Linked DNA regions of Mus musculus: region 1 is linked to region 2. A link is a contact called in public promoter capture Hi-C data. All regions are on one chromosome and are shown on one strand. The core of a region is the stretch at or near the end of the contact, and the rest is flanking DNA. Distances in the headings are between cores, read along the strand shown.

Region 1 (4,901 bases), core at 2,304-4,803, 590 kb after region 2:
GGAGGACACAGGACAACATATTCAGAGCCATAGAACAGGGGCCATGCATAAGGACTTAATAGCAAGTTAGTTTGGGTCTTTGTGGGGGGAAAAAGCTTGGCTTTCTCTGTAGGTGGCCGTGAGCCCTTGGGGACAAGTCTAGTGTTTCCCAGGCCTTGACAACTCATAGACTAATGAGAGCCTGAGGATTTTATGCAAACTTGTGGGCTCTGAGACCCCAACTGTCACTCATAACCTTCTTCCCCGTCCTTAAGTCCTCTATCCTCGGTATTCATGGTCCTTTTGTGGTCTGGGTCTCCCGACAAGGTCAGAACCGATCCTAGCAGGTTAGCAGGATCAGTGTATGGCTTCAGTTGGTGGAGCTGTTAGAAGAATGGGTTGGGGCAGGGTGGGGTGTGGGCCCCTGGTCCTCATGGGCAGGAGCCAGAGAATTCTTTGTGTTAGAAGCCCATTAATTAGGGCATAAGCAGAAAGACTTTCTGGATCTCGCCTTAGCTGGGTGCAACTGTGACTAAAATCTCTTGGCAGAAGAGTGATATAGAGTCCTGTGGCATTGTGGGTGGCCGTTTGTAGAGTTGAAGCCAGGAGGTAGAAAGTCATAGAAAGTGGCTACTGCAGAGGTCTTAGAAGGAGAGTTGAGTTCAAATGGGGAACACGTGGGGGGCGTGGTAGGAGACAGCATTGGGAATTGTTTTCCATCAACAAAAGGTAGTTCTGAGGGTCATTTGGGAAATGAGGTCAGAGGAGATGCCAGGGGTCAGGAAGGAGTGGTTCTTTCTGAGTCAGCCACTCCCTGTAAGGAGTGGAAATGGAGTCTTGAACCTTCAGCACATTTCAAATGATGCACTGGCCTTGTGGCTCGGAGCACTGCTCCACCCCACCTGGAGTTCTGCCCACTGCAGTACACTCATCCCTCAAAAGCAGCTTTGCGTGTCATTTTCAGTGACATTATCCTCGGAAGGAAGATCTGACCCTCAGCTTCCTGTGCCAGGTCCCTTGTGTCTGATTCTTGGCTTCCTCAATTAGAACAGCCATGAGACCCAGCTCATATCAGCTAAGTCACGGGATTTGTGCTTAGGGACTTGCGTGTTACAGAGGCCTCAGCCATCCCTTGTTCCTCTTCCTTTTGAGTGCTGGTTTCATCGTCTCAGCCACATTGGTCCTTTTGGAAAAACACCGCCACCCTACCAACAAATAAGAGAAAAAACATGGCGGGGTGAAGTAACCACCAGGCTACAAGTCTCATGGTATTTTTACCAGAATGGGTTAGAGTATCTTCTTCCAGGATGGGTGAGGGGCCCTCTCCCAGGCCAGTGGTGGCCAGGAAGATGCTCCCTACCACACGCCTGTAGTGAAGATGGAACTGTCCTTGGGAAGCAAGGGTGGGAGGGGACTGGAGGTAGGGGTGAGGTGCTGGAGACACAGGTGTATATCACACCCACACTTACACCTTTGCAGGTTTCTGTCCTGTGTCTCCCGAACCAAACCTCCAGGCCACTGTTCCCAGCGACTCATTATTTCCCCTAGCTATGATGCCTCACTCTTCATGATTCAGTTCTGCTGCTCCAGCCCTTCCCTCACCCCGCCCAAACCCCAGTGAAACTGTCTTGAGAACAGCCCTGGGCCACAGTGTTTCTCATTTTGACAGAGGAGAAAACTCAAAGACAAAGAGGCAAACTAACTCACCCAGGCTGCAGAGCGGGAAAAGGCGGGGTCGGATGGCTAGGCAGTGTGTCTATCCCCAGAGCTTGGTGGCGTTGAACTGTGTGTGTGTGTGTGTGTGTGTGTGTGTGGTCTTCCCAGAGAATGTGCCCCGCTGGAGCCTCCATCCCTGCTTGCTGTCCCATGTTTCCTTAGGTCCTGAGGTGGCCCTTTGGCATGAATGTTAGCTCTTAATGATCTTTACAGTGTCACACCCTACAGGAGTGGGAAGCTCTCCTTGCAGCCTGGGGTAGACTTAAAGCAAATATTAATGGTAATGCAGATGCCATCTTTCTCTGAGTCTCCTGTCTCCTTCATGCAAATGAGAGTCTGGTGCATCCTCTGGGGGACTCTGATAGATGCCCCCTACTGTCCCTCCACTGCTGGCTTAGGAATTCCCACTGTCTGCATGTCCAGGCCCATTCTTGTACTTGATGTGAACTGTAGGCTCAGGTGCTCACACAGGAAACCCAGGGTCCCACTCCTCCCGGGTTAGATTAGCTTTTTTTTCTTCCTTGGAGAGCTGTTGAAATATGGGTTTCCACAGTAATGGAGGTTCTCAGCACATTCTAGGAGCTGGCTCTGAGCCTCCAAAATCCCTTTTCCAACATTTCCTGGGCTCTGGCTACTACAGCTTGTTCAGACCAGACTTGTAAGTCAAGTTACAGAAACACTCTTTCCATAGTTAGAGGGATGGTGGTTTTCAGAGCCCTGCCCAGACGGCTGGTATCAGTTCTGGCTGAGGAACTGAACTATGGCAAACTGTCATTGAGTTCTCTCAAGAGGACTGAAGAAGCCTAGGAGAGAGAGGTTCCTTTCCCTATCTGCTTTCTTCCCAAACCCCAGCCTCTCTGTGCCTCCTGCACCAGACCCTCGGTACTGAGTCTGCTCTTATTTTACAGGCCTAGATTAATAGCGTCTGGATGTAATTATAATGACAGCTAACATTAGCGCTGATTCCCCTGCCAGAGTGAGTTCCAAGTCCTTACAGATACCCACTCATTTGGTCCTTATTAACATCATGTGCCATATTATCCCCACTTAGCAGACAAGGAACCCAAGGTTCCACAAAGAATTAACGTCACTTGCCCAAGACCGCACAGCTGTTCAGAATTACTGTGGGCCTCTGGATGGAGGTGGTCAACTGGCCCAAGCTGTGAAGCACTGTTGTAACAGCTCTTAATATCGAGACATAGTGACAGAGCCACATGTGGTGGCATATGCCTGTAACCCCAGCACTTGGGAGGCAGAGGCAGGAAGTCTAGGTATACAAATCCACCCTTAGCTACACGATTCCACATCAGCCTGGGCAGCATTAATCTCATCTCAAACAGCAACAACAAAATGCTAATGATGAGAAAGATGTAACTAGACTCAGATTCCCCAAAAGGCATCATTTTATAATGATTTATGAATTTTATAGCCAGTCTCCAGTTTAGGTGGACAACTGTGGGTCTCACCTACCTTCTCCAGACACTCAGACATCAGCTCTCTGCATCTCATCTCAGACTCTATGTTGACGATGGGACTTGGATGCTAAGTTGCATATGGATTTGGGCTAGAGGGTGACCTTGCTCTAGGAGTTACTAACTCTGTTTAAAGTTAGGAAAACCATGGGGTAGATGGTATGGGTCCTGCCTGCCCCTGCCTCCGTCCTATAGGATTGTGGATGGTTTCAGCTCCTGGAACGAAGCTACAGGACTTGATCCAGAACCAAGTAACCTCCTTTTGTTAGGAGGTTGAGCCCAACTTAGTTGTGGTTGGCATGATCGATAGCTGGACTCTATACCAGGCCTCTATCTCCTTCCCCTCCAGACAAGATGGAGAGGCATGCTGTGAGAAGCTGTCCTTTGGACATGGCATGACTGCTGGACTCGTGAACCCAGCAGCAATGGTCACCTACGCAAGACCTGCACAAAATTAGGCCAGTTAAAAAGTCCAGTATGGAGGGCCAGGTGTGGTGGCACATACCTTTAATCCGAGCAATTGACAGGCAGAGCTTTGAGTTTGAGGCTAGGCAGATCTAGCAAGCTCAGGGCTACATCAAGGGCCATACAGAGAAAACCTATCTCTAATTAATTAATTAATTGCAAAAGACTAGCACAGAGGAGGGAGGGCTCCCAAGGCCCCACCCCTAGCTGAAGAGCCATTGGCGGCTGATGGCTGCTGAGGGAGAGTCACTTTTCTTTAAGAATTTTCTTGCTGTCACTTTCCTTCTGGCAGCTGAGGAGCCTACACCTCAAAGGGCTGGTGTGCACTTTATGCACGCCCAGTGAACTAAGCGAGCCAGCAGGCGGGGTGTACTGCTGTCAAAAGCAACGCCTGCTGTCCCGTGCTGATAGAAGGGATGGGGATGACGTAGGTCCAGCCCTCTTTGAGATGCATCGAATGCAAGCTGGATAAGGTGGCTCGTGCCTATAATCCCAGCCCTTGAGAGGCAGAAGCAGCAGGAGGATCAGGAATCCAAGGTCATCCTTGGCTACAGAGTCAGTTTGAGGCTAGCCTGGGCTACACAAGACCTGTCTCTAACAGCAAGCTTCATTAATTCATATATGTGATTAAACAGTAAGAGTTTTAGAGGGTACCCACTCCCTCCAAAAAACAGACACCAGCTACTCATGAGGTGGCCCTTGGGGTGATCTTGCGACATCCCCTTTGGAATCTGAGAGTCATTGCATAGATTCCCCACAACAGTGTATGGTCTGTGTTTTTTAAAGTCTGGTCTCCATCTCAAGCTACTAGGGAGGGCACAGGTCAATACTCTCCTTTTCCTCTCCTCTCTGGGTTGTCATCCTGTCACCTCTATCTCCTGTAGCACCCAATTACAGCCTGTTTGTGAACACAGAAGGAAATAGCAGTAACTATGGATTTTCCTCTAAGGAGTTGGGACAAAAGTCACGGAAGAGCCAGCTGAGTTTGTAGTTAGGATAGCAAGTAAGAGTGTGCGATGCTTTAAAGGAAAATGTACATTGTAGCCAACACTGAGAAGGGTGTGTGGGGAGCAGGGGTCTGGATATTGGGACTTCAGTGAGGAGAACACAGCAGCACATAGGGGAATAGCTTTCTGGGTATGAGCAAATAAAATTTCTGAGGAGTATAGTAGAGCTGGCTGTCCATGTTCAGATCTCCTACATTGTCCCTGCTCAGACCTAGCAGAGAGCCTAGGGTGTGGCGAAAGAGGTGTGAATGAGTCCGCTGGT
Region 2 (4,806 bases), core at 1,349-3,848:
GGCACGGTTTGCAGACCTGAAATGACCTCTTATGTTTTCTAAGATGTTCTTGGAAAAAACCCCATGGCCTCATCTCTGCTGGCTCTATAAACACCTTTGCCTGTTTCTGATCCTCAGAATTTTATCAGTAAAAGACATCTACCTCGCACACAGGCCCACCAGCAGATCTGTTTTGTGACCAGCTTTGATCTTTTTTTATTTTCCTGCTGACTAGGAAACCTTATGTCCTCAATTGACCTAAAACTATGAGGAAAAAGTTCCAGCATCTTTTCTAACAAGAAAGAAAGAAAATGATACATGGGTTGTTGTTTGGCCTCCAATCTGAATCACGGCTGTGTGGACCACTCATCATAATCGTATTTCCTGCATCAGCATCATTAAAGGGTTTTTAGCAAGTTGCTACTCAATGCAACACTAAACTGGTCTTAAGGGGATTCTAAAGAACTAATCGCTGTCTCCAGAAGCTGGATGTGGAAGTTAAGACATGAATAGCAGGAATGATAACACTACTAAAGCAGTCGCAGTATGGATTGCATTCAAATGACAGACACTGTGGGAGTGAGGAGGAAGAGGAGAAGGGAGAAGAGGAGGAGGAGGAGAAGGAGGAGGAAGAGTTACTTTGTTTTCCTCCTACGTGCAAAATGGGTCGTAATGGATAGTGTTCACTCTAACCCATCTGAAAAATCAGCATATGTGATGAATGCAGAGAACACAGAAGAGGGGCTAGCCTGTGAGAGGCCCTAGGCTTGCTGCTTGGGAGCAAGGGAGTGGTGGTGGTGGTGATGGTGGTGATGGTGGTGGCGGCGGCGGCAGCGGCGACAGCAGCAGCCACCGCTGATAAGAGAATGGAGGGATGTCCTCAAAACTGGAATGAAGCTGAAATTGCAGTTGTTTCAGCCTGCAAATAAGAAATGTAACCCCAAGCAGCATCTAAGCGCTACCACAGAGATATGTAGCACTCTTACATTGTTGAACAGAAGTTTAATGTAATCAAAGCAATATTTGAAACTACTAGGCAGCAAGTGATCACCTTCAAGCCCCATTTCAGCTGCTGTAAGCGCACAGCTGCGGGTGTTCCACCCTTGGGGCTGTTCGGGGAGGAGTGATCTTTGTGTTATGAGCATTCATTACGTGTTCACAGTATGCTGTGTACCAGGCTATCTGCAGCATTTTTAAAAAATCATAATAAAATACAAGTTTTTGCTAACTTGCCATTTAAAATAATTGGCTTTTAAGAGTGTAGCTCACGGGTATCAGCTACATTCACATTGTTATGCAGGTGTCATCTCCACATATTACGTTTCCTGTTGTAAACTGGACCCCTGTGAACTGAACCTCTGCCCCTTAAACAGTGACCCCCCCCCATTTCCTTTACCCTTTGACCTTTAGCAAGTGTTGGGTTTTCTATCTGTTGAATTTGGCCACTTGATAGAAGGACAGCCATACAGTCTGTGTCTTCTATGACTGCTTTATCTCATTTAGGATGCCTTCAATAGTCATGTGTGTTTTAGCCTGTCTTGGAATTGTTTTCCCCACTTAAACCTGGATAATATTCTATCAAATATTTCATTAAAATTTTTTGCTAAAGAAGATAACTTGTCCAAATCACAGAGCCAGCTAAAGAAAGAGCACAAAGATCTGCTGCAAGCTGCTTCCCGCCTGTCCACGCCCCCTGTGTAGCCGGCTCCATGTAGGTCTAGGGCCGGTCACCACATCTGGCACAAGGAGGCCATTGGAGGAGGATTTTCTATTGTTTATCTAACACCATTTCTCCAGCTTTTCTTCTTCTTTTAAGTATTGGTTTATGAATATGATAGGCCCACGCTATGTACATGTGTACATGTGTGTGTTTTGTGGAATTCATAGATGCTAAAAGTTGAAGGTTTGGCTGATGGCGCACACTTGCAGTTTTAACACTGGAAGACTGAGACAGAAGCGTCCTAAGTTCAAGGTCAACCCCGAGCTCTGTAGCTGGACCCATTTCTAAATAAAGAAATGGTTAAATAGGTTTAACTAAACTAAAAAGGATCTGGAGAGATCTGGGCCAAGGAAGACACTCTTCAGCCGCGCCTTAGCAGGAAGGCAGACACACAGGTAGATCCATCTCAGTGAACAGGAGGGGACCGGCTAGACACAAGCTAATGTGAACCTTTAGGAAGATTTCTTGTGGCTGAACGTATGGCTAGTCCATTAGGGATAATCATTCTTAGAGAGGACACAGGTTTGATTCCCGGCATCCAAATGGTGGCTCACAACCATCTGTAACTCCAGCTCCAGGGAATCTCATACCCTCTTCTGGCTTCTGTGGGCATCAGACATGTGCACAGCATGCAGGGAAAAACATCCATACACATTCAAATAAATTAATAAATATTTTAGAAAAACATTTTTAAAGAAAACAATTTCTTTTTTTAGGCCCTTACCCTAGTGAACTTTTTTGTTGTCTCTGTTTTTCGATGAGCTAAACCCACTCCTTCTAAGCGAAGACAAAAGTCCTTTGCCCATATAAAACTAGGCCGCATGGCAGCCTAACACCAAACACAGTGTGGCTGCCCAGTCTCTCCAGATAAACACAGGGAAAGGTCATCCAAACACAGGAAGACAGAGTCCCCTTCCCTTTTCCTTTGCCCCCTCCTCCTCCTTCCCTGGCTCTCTTATCCCTGGAGGGTGGACCCAGCCTTTCCCAACGTTTATTCTGAGAGCTCCAGTTCGCACAGTGGGACGTGCTCCAGACATGGGAATACAGCAGCGGGGCCAACCGGGAAAACCAAAAATATAAACGGAGAGATTTGCTAGATTTCTGTTCTCCCTTCCCAAATTGTGCCAGGAATGTGTGCTAGAGCTGCTTCTACTGTTCTTGGTGGAACTCGGCCCTTCCTGGGAGGAGGGCTTCTGGAGTTTATAGGACTTGCCGGTTTGCACAAAAGAAAGTTAGCCTGGCTTAGGATCTCCGGGCCTTGTGCTTGATCCAGCACAAGAATGCAATAAATGTTGAGAAACAATAGCTAAAGAGCCTTGCATCTCCAACACTGGCAATGAGTTTAACAAGTCCCCATCCCCCGTCCTCCCCCAATTACAGAGGAAATTAGAAAGCTAGATGTCCTTTAAACTTAACTGTTGCAATTTTGTATAACCGGGAATTCTGAAGTTCATAAATGAAGGGCATTTTACCTTCTCCTGACATATTGTGATCCAAACAGTGGCAAGGAAATAAACGTACCCTCCTCACCTCGCTGGGGAGGGAGGGGGAAAACGATGAATGCTTTGGGATTATGAGCTTCAGTGATTATAAATCAGCATCTGTGGTGAAATGTTCAGAGCTAATTTCAAAACAGACCCAGGGTTTGAAAGCAAAGCATAATGGTGACCTTTCTCATTTAGCTGTTGCTCAAACAAAGATATGTTCCAGCAATATCCGATGCTTCCTTCCTGCTGGGCCTCCACCCAATGCCATTTAAAACAGTGTGTCACATCCAAATGGGAGCAGAGGATGTGGCGTGGCTGAGTTTCAGAAGCCCTGTGTTTGTGCTTTATTATTATTTTCGAAGGTTTTTTTTTTAATGCTGTATTTGTTTTGTTTCCATCAACTTAGTGTTATGAGTTGGGTTTCATGAGATTAAATATGGGTGCCAATTCTACTTTTCTGTTTCCTTAGATTTTTATTCTTGTCACAAATGGCAATGTATTTGTTTTTCTTGTTTTTTTGTTTTGTTTTGTTTTTGCTGCTGTTGTTTGGTTTTGGTTTTCTAAGAGAGGTTCTCTCTGGTAGACCAGGCTCCTCTAGAACGCACTATAGTCCAGGATAGCCTCAAACTTGTTTATGGTCTTTTGACTTCTGCCTTCCAAATGCAGGCAGGGATGACAGATAGGAATTGCCACACCAAGTTCACTTCACGGGTTCTGAATCATAAGGATAGATTTTTGTTTGTTTGTTTGTTGTTTGTTTGTTTGTTTTGGTTTTTGAGACAGGGTTTCTCTGTGTAGCCCTAGCTATCCTGGAACTCACTCTGTAGACCAGGCTGGCCTCGAACTCAGAAATCTGCCTGCCTCTGCCTCCCAAGTGCTGGGATTAAAGGCGTGTGTCACCACCGCCCGGCCGATAGAAATTTGTTATCTCATGGCTCATTGTATTTTTATGAATTCTCTGGGGTGGAACAAACAAGCAAAGACGATTTTTAAAGAATCATTTACTTGTTTTGTGTAAAATGTTATAAACACAAATAAATAAAACTCCCAGGAAAGTATCTGAGAACGGAGGAAACAGGAGAGGGGTTCAGAGAGGAGAAGAGCTGAGAGTCCTGATTGAGAATACGTAAGCTGAAGAGGGCCAAAGACAAGCTGACTTTTAAAAGATTTATTTATTTTTATTTTATGTGTGTATATCTTGTCTGCATCTATGTATGTGCACCGCATGTGTGCCTTTCTAGTCCTCAAAGGAGGAAGTAGAATTCTAGAGGTTTGTGAACCCACCATCAACCAGCTGTGGTCTCCCTGCTTGAGCATGAATAGCCAAGGGACAGTGGAGAACAATCACACAAAAGACAGACGGATTTTGCCCAGGGTTCATGATCGTGGAGGCCTTTCTGTGCATGCTCTCCAAGAAAATCATCAGACATTTACCTCTGTCCTCCCGCTGTTCAGAAGCAGATCGCCATCTTCATCCCCACCTCTTCAATTATGGATGTTCTTTGTTTTGTACAAAATGGAATCTGCAAAGCTGTTTGTGAATGTTATGTGTTTTCTGTCTTCTTCTCTCATAGTATTTGTTTCTTTCTCTTCTTTCTGCTTTTTGTTTGTTTGAGACAG

Evidence for each region. Capture Hi-C pulls out chosen DNA fragments and counts their contacts.
Region 1: a contact with region 2 is called in a promoter capture Hi-C map of liver, with 2.7 times the contacts expected there. The contact joins two enhancer-like sites.

Annotation. Positions count from the first base shown.
Region 1 is chr3:122,497,123-122,502,023 of GRCm38.p6, forward strand. The region is part of intron 3 of Bcar3 (breast cancer anti-estrogen resistance 3); the gene reads left to right. Among named protein-coding and RNA genes, the nearest start is that of Gm34349, 19 kb to the left of the region's middle. Within about 2 kb of position 3,554, at least 11 of the 459 cell types and tissues checked have an H3K27ac peak or open chromatin away from gene starts, as enhancers often do. A contact at or near this core is called in liver, where this site is marked.
Region 2 is chr3:121,911,988-121,916,793 of GRCm38.p6, forward strand. All of the region lies in intron 1 of Gm34119 (a long non-coding RNA gene), which reads left to right. Among named protein-coding and RNA genes, the nearest start is that of Gm34119, 11 kb to the left of the region's middle. Within about 2 kb of position 2,599, at least 40 of the 459 cell types and tissues checked have an H3K27ac peak or open chromatin away from gene starts, as enhancers often do. A contact at or near this core is called in liver, where this site is marked.